Linked DNA regions of Zea mays: all the other regions are linked to region 3. The links are chromatin contacts, called in public Hi-C maps. All regions are on one chromosome and are shown on one strand. The core of a region is the stretch at or near the end of the contact, and the rest is flanking DNA. Distances in the headings are between cores, read along the strand shown.

What was found. Hi-C and Micro-C count contacts between places; a contact is called where the count stands out from the background.
Region 1: a contact with region 3 is called in a Hi-C map of leaf, with 5 times the contacts expected there. The contact joins the promoter of LOC100283012 here to the enhancer-like site in region 3. A contact is called at or near these places in 2 of 25 Hi-C or Micro-C datasets (endosperm and leaf).
Region 2: a contact with region 3 is called in a Hi-C map of ear, with 3 times the contacts expected there. The contact joins the promoter of LOC100191807 here to the enhancer-like site in region 3. A contact is called at or near these places in 4 of 25 Hi-C or Micro-C datasets (ear, leaf and tassel).

Annotation. Positions count from the first base shown.
Region 1 is chr8:122,927,554-122,931,076 of Zm-B73-REFERENCE-NAM-5.0, reverse strand. LOC100283012 (VQ motif family protein) reads right to left here and starts at 1,746. Exons shown (of 1, transcript NM_001155914.1): 1 at 901-1,746. The coding sequence starts at 1,602. The coding sequence ends at 1,132. LOC103635811 (a long non-coding RNA gene) reads right to left here. Exons shown (of 2, transcript XR_557637.2): 2 at 2,750-3,013.
Region 2 is chr8:123,503,412-123,506,975 of Zm-B73-REFERENCE-NAM-5.0, reverse strand. LOC100191807 (glycerol-3-phosphate dehydrogenase) reads right to left here and starts at 2,244. Exons shown (of 5, transcript NM_001137232.1): 1 at 1,403-2,244; 2 at 402-623. The coding sequence starts at 2,039.
Region 3 is chr8:123,208,279-123,211,376 of Zm-B73-REFERENCE-NAM-5.0, reverse strand. LOC103635813 (a long non-coding RNA gene) reads left to right here. Exons shown (of 2, transcript XR_004852022.1): 2 at 1-1,845. Among protein-coding and RNA genes, the nearest start is that of LOC103635813, 11 kb to the left of the region's middle. Within about 2 kb of position 1,761, at least 9 of the 20 cell types and tissues checked have an H3K27ac peak or open chromatin away from gene starts, as enhancers often do. A contact at or near this core is called in ear, leaf and tassel, where this site is marked.

The DNA of each region.
Region 1 (3,523 bases), core at 497-2,996, 280 kb after region 3:
GATGATGATGACCTCCTAGAGTAAATTAGCTTATCAACCATTAGCTCCATACTGATTTTCTTATCTAATATTTTAATTCTAGAAGAACTTTTATGTGGTCATGCTCTGAGTATACTTGTCGATTTGGATAATTAAGATTGATTATTATGTGATTTCAATATACCCCTATATGGTTTAGTTTTGCTTGTTCTATTATATTTTATAATCATGAATGATGGATATATATTATATCTAATTAGAACAGGACTTATACTTTTCATGATGGAGGCAAACGATGAGCCATGCTTGATCAATAGCTTAGCCAGAAATTCAATATGTAGAGAGATAAAATATTTTAGACAGTCCAAAAGAGGACCGATAATATGTTGTTAAGAAGGAGCTCTGAACGTATAATATGTGTGTGTGTGTATGAGTAAAAAATGGATCTATATAATATGTCATTCCCATGAACGTATAATATGTGTGTGTATATATGAGTCAAAAAATGGATCTATATATCTTTGTCAAATATGGATCATTGGGTCAACACTGAGAAGGCCAGTTCCTAGCTAGCTAAAAAGAGCGGAAGATGAATCCGATTCTCCTGGAGCCATTCAAAACTAATCCTATCCCCTGACGGATGGTTTGGAGATTAAAAAAATAGAGATCCATGAGAAAGGAATTCTCTTACTATTCAATTTTAAATAAGAAGGAAATTCCTCCCTATGGATTCCTTCTACTCTCCTGGTCACCAAATCAGCTCTGAGTGTTTCATCTCTAATTAACTTGTTTGGTCTATAAGAGGAACCAATAATTAGCACGAAAGGGAATTGTTAACTCAAAATACCTGACGATTCATCATTGTACAACGCAATTCCCTTCCAAACAAAGATTACGTGGCTCCCACACACCACAAGCACCACCCATCAAACCGGAGGGCATTATATTAGTGTACCACTACTTTGCCGGCCGGTGGCAGCATAACAGAGATTTGCGTTGCTAGCTAGCTAGCGTGCAGAAATCAATCCTAATTACGTATTACACTTGCGTGCTACCGAGCCTGCAGCGCATGCACATACGATACACATGATGCTCGTTGGAGCTAGCTAGAATGCGATACACAACTACACATACATACATGTACTGTTGGAATCACAGCTCGCCGCCGTGCGGGCCGTAGAGGAACGTGGGCGGCGAGAACACGGAGTAGCTGTTGTCGATCAGCTGTGGCGCGAAGCCGTCGTCGTCGTCGTCGTCGTAAGCCGGCACTGAGATGACTTGGGCCACGCCGGCAGCAGAGGCGGAGTCCGATGACAGCGCGCCGCCCACCTGCAGCTCCACCGGGCTGCCACTGCCACCGCTGCTGCTGTCGTCGGCGTCGGCGTCGCCAACGCTGTGCTTGTACGGGTCGGCGTGGCGGCCGGTGAGCTCCTGCACCAGCGCGCGGAAGCCCGCCACGCTGGTCTTCACCCGCACGGGGTTGCCGACGAACACCACCTTGATAGGTGGCTTCTTTCCGCCGCCGCAAGATGAAGCCGCCTTTCCCTTGCGCTTGCCCGCCGAGCTGGTGGTGCTAGTCACCGCCGCGCCTTGTTGGTGAGCATTGCTCTTCGAACCGTCCATAGCCGGCCGGCCGGCCGAGATCGATCTCCAGATCAGATCAGAGTCAGAGAACCGATCGAGCCGATGATCGAAGCAAGCTAGGCCGAGCTAATGGTGCGGGTGCACGGGGTCAGGGGATGGTGGAGCGAGTAGTGGCGATGCTGTGGTGAGCGAGGGATGGGAGGAGTATAAGATAGTGGATGGGTTGGGTTTCCCGATTCAGTAGCCATGGAAGGACAACTGGCACGGAAGAAGAATTAGCGAGCCGTGCAAACGGGTGTTTACAAACGGTGGCTCTGACTCTGAGTGGAAATCACTGTTGAATGAACCGGCGGGTGGGGGACGGGACTTGGGGAGGAGATAGATAGGGAAATTCGCCAAGTCCACCCAGCAGGTATCGCTTTTCTTTCTTTTCTAAAACACAGCATAGATATATATGCTCATTTAAATGTACAAGCACTCTTGAAACACATGGTTTTCTCTACCAATGATCATCCAAAAGTAAAATATATTTAACTTTAACCAAATATATACATAAAATATTAATAAGTACTCCCTCCGTCTCAGAAAGAATGTTGTTTGACTTTTTTGACATCAAATTTTACCGGCTCGTCTTGTAGTCATAGTTGAAGTGCCATTTAGATTGCAAAGTTTCCAATTTGTAAATCGTTTTTGGACTTTCTAGGTTTAGAGTTTTAGCTATATATATATATATATATATATATATATATATATATATATATATATATATATATATATATATATATATATATATATATATATATATATATATATATATATATATATATAAGTGCCTGTGCGTTGCAACGGAACCGTATAATAACAAGGCAGGCTTATCTTCTAAATGGAGCGAAATCATAAACCCAAAATAGCAGTCAAATCTGTTCAAACAAAATTCCCTAACAATATCCTACTTTCTAAACCACACACAGCTCGGTCAGTGCAATGGATTAAGAAAATGAACCCTAGCAGTTAGTAAAGTGGACCATTAGCAATGTAGCCGGGAGCGTAGAGCGCGCGGACCACCTAAAATGTGCAGCTGAAGTAATCGACTTTAAAAAAAATGGGAACCGCACCAATTCCCTGATGAAGTTTTATATTCTGATCAGTACTCATTAAACATATACATAAACTTGTAGCGCTGCTCTTTCCAAAAATGTGATGGGTAGATCATTTGGCCAATAGTGCAAAGTAATTTCAGAATAAGCATACAAATAGAAGAGTAAGGACAAAATAATTTCAGATCACATTTACTCTATAGGCTATAAAATGTAATGTAGTGCTTGAAAAGATGGACCGACTTCAGTCATTTTTTGCCTGGAGACTGAAAATATTATTCCTTTCCTCCTCTAGAACCTTCGCAAGTCCTTGCAGCTGCTTCTGTAATTGATGTTTTTCCTTGCAGCTGCTTCTGTATATAAACCAGGCAATAAGTTTCAGTGTAAGATTACAGGATTCGCTGTTTCGCACAATATTACACAAAGTTCAATTTGACTGTCCAAAATTATCATATGGACATACTAATCTCCATGTCCAGTCCACAACTCCACATTATTAACTTTGTTGAGGTCTTAGGAGCAGGCAATAAAAAATTACGAAAACATAATAAAAGTATAAAACAATATACTTTGTACATAAATTACATTTCACATTTTGTGTTGACTTTCTTTACAATGGTTTTGATTTTAAGTTATTTGTGCTTCTCTGATTTATATACAAATCATTGTGATCAGGAAAGGGAATCAAAATAGATGAACACCAAAGTTATAAGGTCAAGCTAATTAAACTTGCATGCAATAAATATTGCCTTATGAAGCATAAACACTAATTTATATAAGTCATACAGAACTATAATGAGCACAAATAAAGGGACATGCCAACAACAGGAGTAACAATGTAGACTATGGTAAATTAATATTTT
Region 2 (3,564 bases), core at 995-3,494, 300 kb before region 3:
ATGAGTGCGGATAGCCTTAGGCTCTAGAATAACTAGGTAGAAGTGGATAAAGAATATGGGGGCACTCTCCCAGGTCTACCATTTTGTTAATCACTGGTTTTGAGTTTTCTTAATCTATGACATGAGAGCTTTGCATACTGTATTAGCTACAGTGTGATTCTGTTCAATCTGACAAATATAAGCAACATTGCATTTGGCAGCAACAAAATCACTGCAGCATCAAATCAATGCAAAAGGCATGCTTCATGAAACAGGGAAGGAAATACTGAACATAAGATGCCAAAGTGGCATTTTTATTGGTTTGATGAAACATCAAATATGCAATGATTGACCAAGTATCTCATAAGAACTGGGAAAAGAGAGCAAATGGAAATTCCATTTTTCTGGATCAAATAACTTACCGGCCCCAATGGCATATACGTTTTTTAAGCCGCCCATGACTTCATGAGTAATGAGATCACTATTGTCCCATACAATAAAATGAGGTTGCCTCAAGAAATTTGCAAGATGTTTCCTCCACTTGTCAGCTCCACATATGCGAGCATTCGCATATTCTTTGTTATAAATCTCAGAAGCAATGTTTGGGCCTCCAAGATATAGAATGTTCTCCAAGGGAACTCCAGCTGCAGTAAGAATCCATGATCAACAACCACAAAAGCAAACCAACAGTATAGTATACAGAATTGAGATAAAGAGCAGGGTGTTAGTATCAGTTCGGTAAAATAGGCGACAGGTAGAAACCAGAACAAACAATGTTCAGTAATAATCCCAATGTACCCTGCTAAAGTGTTTTTACAAGTTCATAAGGGAATCAAGGATTGCGGAGCAAACATAACACGTGGGCAGACCCTTAGGGAGCGGACATTAACTAGCTCTTCATATAATCAACAGCAGGCAAATAATATACTACTCCCTCTATCATAAATTACAAGACATTCCAACTTTATCGGAGAGTCAAACCAAAACCATAGAAAAAGTACAGAGATTTATGATATCAAATAGGTATATTATAAAAAATATAATTAATAAATAATCTAATGATAGTTATTTGGTATTTTAATATTACATAAATTTGGTCAAATTTGGAATGTTTTGCCTCCAAAAAAGTTGAGATGTCTTGTAATTTGGGATGGAGGGAGTACCACCCAGATAATTATAAAATAAGCAATAAATATTATGAAGGGCCACGGATACAGATCATGATGATTATCCAGAAAAATTCCATCAGGGACAGTACAGGGGTACTGTATGTAGAGCCAGTGGAGCAGCATTTAGATCTTCAAATAAATTTGTTAGGCCCACTTCCACAAGTATACAGAGGTACGAGATCATCGAAACTAGTAACTCAACCATGAGAACATAGTACTGCTAGATCACAACGAGACTTGAGCAAAGAACTCACTTGCATTGCTGATCATCTGCGTGGGCGTAATGATCCGGGGCACAGGGTCGAGCGACGCCTCGATCCCCTTTGCCAGCGAGATTATGAGCGGCTGGCTGATCCGCTCCTTCCAGTACCTCCCGATCTCCCCGAATACCTCCCTGGTCTCCGTGGAGGGCAGGCCGTTTATAACTATGTCGGCGTCCCAAACGGCCTCCTGCAGGTTGGTGACGACCTTGAGCGGGCAGAGCGGGGTGTCGAGCATGTTGAGGCAGAAGCCGTCGCGGAGGATCTCGTCGGCGTGCAGCGTGCGGTCCCCGAGCCGCGCCTCGACGTACTTGAGGTAGGCGCAGCGGCGGATGAGCCGGCGCAGCACGTCCTCGCGGGAGTTGATGACCTCGAAGAGGCGCTCGGCGTCGGCGCGGTCTACGGCGCGCCCGGCGCGGCGCCACACGCGCACCTGCACCCGGTCGCGGTGCCGGCCGTACGCGTCCTGCAGAAGCGCGCAGAACACGCTCCCCCACGCCCCGGCGCCCACCCCGACGACCCGCAGCGTGTCGCCGTCCGACTTCCCCAGCAGCAGCCGCAGCTCGTCGAGCTTCTCCGCCGCTACCGCCGCCGGCGCAGCCCCGCCACCGTTCGCGTAGCTCCCCACCATCGCTTCACCCGTCAACCACCTCCTGAGTTCTTGTCACAGCTCAGAACTCATAAGCGAGGCGAGCAAGCTGAACCGGGACGGGCAGACAGGCTCCAGAGTCCAGACGACTTGGCCAGCACAGCTGCACAGGGGAAATGCGGGTGGGTTTCGTGGGGGTTTTGTGGGGTTGGGCGGCCAGAAATACCAAATCCCAGCGCAAACTTGCTGTCAATCGGCACGACCGAGGAGGCCCGCGGCCGCGCCGCGCCGCCCTTTGAACTCTGCTCCGGGTGGGGTTGGTGGCGACGCCCGCTCGGCGGCTCGGCTCTCTCGGTTCAGGCGGTCGCGCTCAGCTACCAGCACCAACTCCGGGGCACAATCCAATGCGGTAAGCGAGCATGAGAAAAACGAATCGCCTTTGCTCCTTCTCTATAATTTCTCCACGAAGTGCTCTCTTCCAAACAGTGCGTTTTTTCCTTCTTTCCTTTATTAGGGCTACTTTAGAAACTTAAACTTGATTGTCACTTAATTTCTCACTTAGGACGTGTTTGGTAGTGCTCTAGAGTTTAGATTTTTTTGTCGTAACCGGTGGCAGTGACGGTTAAATAAATCTAAACTCCATAACTAGAATGCTTTTTTGAGTTTTCGGAGCAGCAAAATAGGTACTTTAAAAAATTGTACTGTAGCTCCAAAAACTTCATAGAGCTTACAACTCTGGAGTTAGAGTGTTTGGCATGCTCTGGTCAGCTCATCCTTAGAGTTTTACTCTATAGCCATGCCAAACAGGTCCATAATCTCTGAAGGAATTTAAGGGCTAGTTTGAAGTCACAAATCCGGAGGGGAATGTAGTAGCTAAAAGCTCATTCTTATTCAATTTTGAACAATAAAGGGATTATAGCTCCTCCACCTCCTCCGGTTTTGTGACTCCCAAACTAACCCTAAGGGTGTGTTTGTTTTCCTGCTAAATTATATAAATTGAAAGAGAGTAAAATATCACTTTGATAATATAAATAAGTTAGTATTTGGTAACTTATTTTAGTTTATTTGTGATCTTGCTACTTTACCATCATATCCTTCCACCATAATCAACTATATAATCTAGAAGGAAAACAAACGGTGTATAAGTCTCCAAACTAGTCTTATATTTCTAATTCCTTTTTATTATTTTTCTTTATTTTATTTTAGTTTTCTTTTTCTTCTCTACTTCTTGGAAGTATTAGGCGTTTTTATTTTATTTTTATATACTTTTTCCTATTTCTTTTCCCATTCTATTTATCTTCTTTGATTTTTTTGTTCTTTTAGTTTTATTAGCAAAGTGCATGTATATTACATATTGCTACATTTTCCATTTACAAATATCAATTATAAAACATAAAGACATGTGTATTTTGTTGACTTGGTGTGTAAATGTAGGTTAGGACAACAACAATAACATGGTTTGAATCATATTTTGCATAATTTATATAATAGATATTTATCATTTTTATTTTTTAATATTTATTTTATTACTATAATTAGTTTAAAAAATCTCTTCTAATGGTTCATG
Region 3 (3,098 bases), core at 512-3,011:
TTTATTTATCTCATTACGTGCTGAAGAACTCAAGGCACAGCAAGCTACCTGAAGCCGTTTCGTTGATCTTCGAACCAATGGATACCTCTAATCTTCAGCGAAGTATGCACGTACAAAAGAGTCTTCGACCCAGGCCTGACCGCCTGAGTCCTTATTAGGGAGGGATGGTAATGGGTCGGTCCGATTTGGATCGGGTGAAGTAAAAACCTATCAGCAATTACACCTGTGAAGTCTATCTAAACCCGTTGGATTGGGGTCGGGTGAATTAAAAACCCATCTGCAACCTGTCCCCGATCGCATCTGCTTAATTTTAAACCGGCACCCAAATCCGCCGTGAAGTACATGTGTTTCTGTTCAACTGTCAATGTGCAAGCAAAGGTCAAAGGGCCCATAGAGAGTCGATTGATGCTATAGATAAAATAAGAAAGGGCTTTCTTTGGAGAGGAAGAAAAGAAGCTAAAGAGGGACACTGTTTGGTGGCTTGGGGCAAGGTGTGTCGCCCACTTCAGCTTGGTGGATTGGGTATCTCTAGTCTACCGGAACTTGGATGGGCCCTCCGGATGCGATGGTTGTGGCTACAAAAAACCGACTCTAGAAGACCTTGGACATGACTTCCTATTCAGGTTCCAAGTAAAGCTAGAGCGTTCTTCAGTAAAGTCCTTGTCTCGATGGTAGGTAATGGACATAGTACCATCTTCTGGTCCGATAACTGGTTGCAGGGTAAAAGCATCTCGATCATTGCCCCTAGCCTATTTTCTATAATCCCAAAGAGGATAGCAAAAAGTAGAACGGTTCATGAGGCCTTGTTAAACAACAGATGGATTTAATGATATTAGAGGTGGTCTTACTGTTGGAGTACCGGCAGATTACTTTAAGCTCTCTCTGGTTTTGAGCTGCACCCTCTCATTGAAGATAGACACATCTTTAGTATAGCCCCAGATGGAAAATATTCAGCTAAGGCAGCTTACAAGGGTCTCTTCCTGGGATCATGTACATTTGGACACTATAAACGGGTTTGGAAAACTTGGGCTCCATCAAAATGTCGTTTCTTCCTCTGGCTAGTGGCCCATAATAGGTGCTGGACTGCTGACAGATTAGCAAAAAGAGGGCTCAATCATCCTAGCAGTTGTCCACTGTGTGATCAAGAACCTGAAACTATTAACCACCTGCTGGTCTCATGTGTGTTTGCAAGGATTTTCTGGTATAATCTGCTCAGAAAGTTTGGGTTGGATAACTTGGCTCCCCAGCCGGGCTTGACTTCCTTCCTGGAATGGTGGGAGATAGCTTCTGAAACAGTTCAGGGAATAGTCAAGAGAGGTCTGAGTTCGCTGATCTCTTTGGGGGCATGGACGATCTGGAATCACCGCAACAGATGTGTGTTTGATGGACAGACTCCTAGTCTTCCCTCTATCCTTAGGCATGCTGATGATGAGAGAAGACTTTGGGAATTAGCTGGGGCCAAGGGTCTCTTCTTCTTGGCAGCTTCTTTGACAAATGACTGAACCCTACTATTTCTATTTTAGTAGTTTCTTGAGTCTGGCTTTCTTAGTCTCTTTCACTTATGTGTGGTACTGGCCTCCGTAAGGAGTTAAATGTTGTAACCCTGGTCTACTATAGACCTTTTTTTTTCCTCTTCTTAATATATTTTAAGGCGTAATTCCCCTGCGCTTTCGATAAAAAAAGTAGCAGCCTAGAGGCCTGGTAAGTTTTTGTTCAACTGTCAATGTGCCAAGCAAAGGCCAAAGGGCCCATAGAGCCTAGAGGCCTGGTAATGGTTCGTAAAGTACATGTGTTTCTGTTCTTCAGAGGCCTGGTAATGGTTAGTAAAGTACATGCGTTTCTGTTCTTCAGAGGCCTGGTAATGGTTAGTAAAGTACATGCGTTTCTGTTCTTCCTCTGGCCGCCGATGCTAAATTTCCCGCAGTGAAACTTAATATCCTTTTATGTGCTTATGGTACACAGGGATTTTGGGGTAAATCACTAGAAAATCAAGGTACGGCGGGCGCCATATCTTGCCACACTGAGAGCTCTACCCCTATTTGTTGTGGTTATTAAGTCTATATTTAAATATGGACATAGACATAAAAATTAATAGCTATAGCCGATACTATATAGATATTTTTATTTTTGAAATTGAGTCTTTAAAAAAAACTGGACCTGGGCTTCAACGATGCATTCCTTGGTTCATAGTTTTACTTTTGAAATCTTGATAGCTGGGACCTGGGCCTAAAGTTGCCATATATGCGCTAGTATTAGAAGTCATGTGAATTCTTGTACAAACTCACCTGAAGTTTTTTTTCCGTCAGGTTACTTGATGTTTTCTTACTGTCACACGTAAAATTCCAAAACTAGGACTTAAACATTTAGCATGGCTAAATAATATTGATTATTTATTAAGTTACCATAATGAAACTGATCTCAAGTAGTAAATTTAACAAGTTTACATAGACCTATATATGTTTTTATTAGCTTGGTTGGACATTTGGTGCTGTCTGAAACTCATGTTGAAATGTTCTTATGAGACTTAATTTGAACCACTAGTTTTTTGCTGCCTTACATGAAAATATTAGGATATATTATTTAAAGTAAAGGCTTCAATATGTTGAGCAACATTCTGTCCGATTTTCCAAAGGAGGTGCTGACCAAAATAGCAAAATCTGACTCATCAGATATTTGGCAAGACAGCAACTGAACACTGAGTACATTTAGAGTAAATTTAGCACACAGTAAACGACATCATTTATCATTTTACCTGTTCTTTCGTTCATATTGTTCATGCTTTCAACTGGATAATATGTTTAAGTCTGAATGTTTGCTTCTCACTTTCGATAATAATCAAGGCTGCCACATCCACATATTGCAAGGTGCCCTTCAAGATTACGGAAAACAGTAGCACAGAACTTATGTATAGAACATAGGAAAGATTCAGCTAACCAATATCTTTAAGAAAACAGTATGTGTATGCATGCATTTTCCATTTTTTTCATATGTAAGTACAAGTGAATTCCCCTTTGCTGAACAAATAGTTAGCTCTATCTTAGACAGCAGGAACGAAACAACTAGTACTATATGCCATGGAGTTTCAGATATGTGAGTCT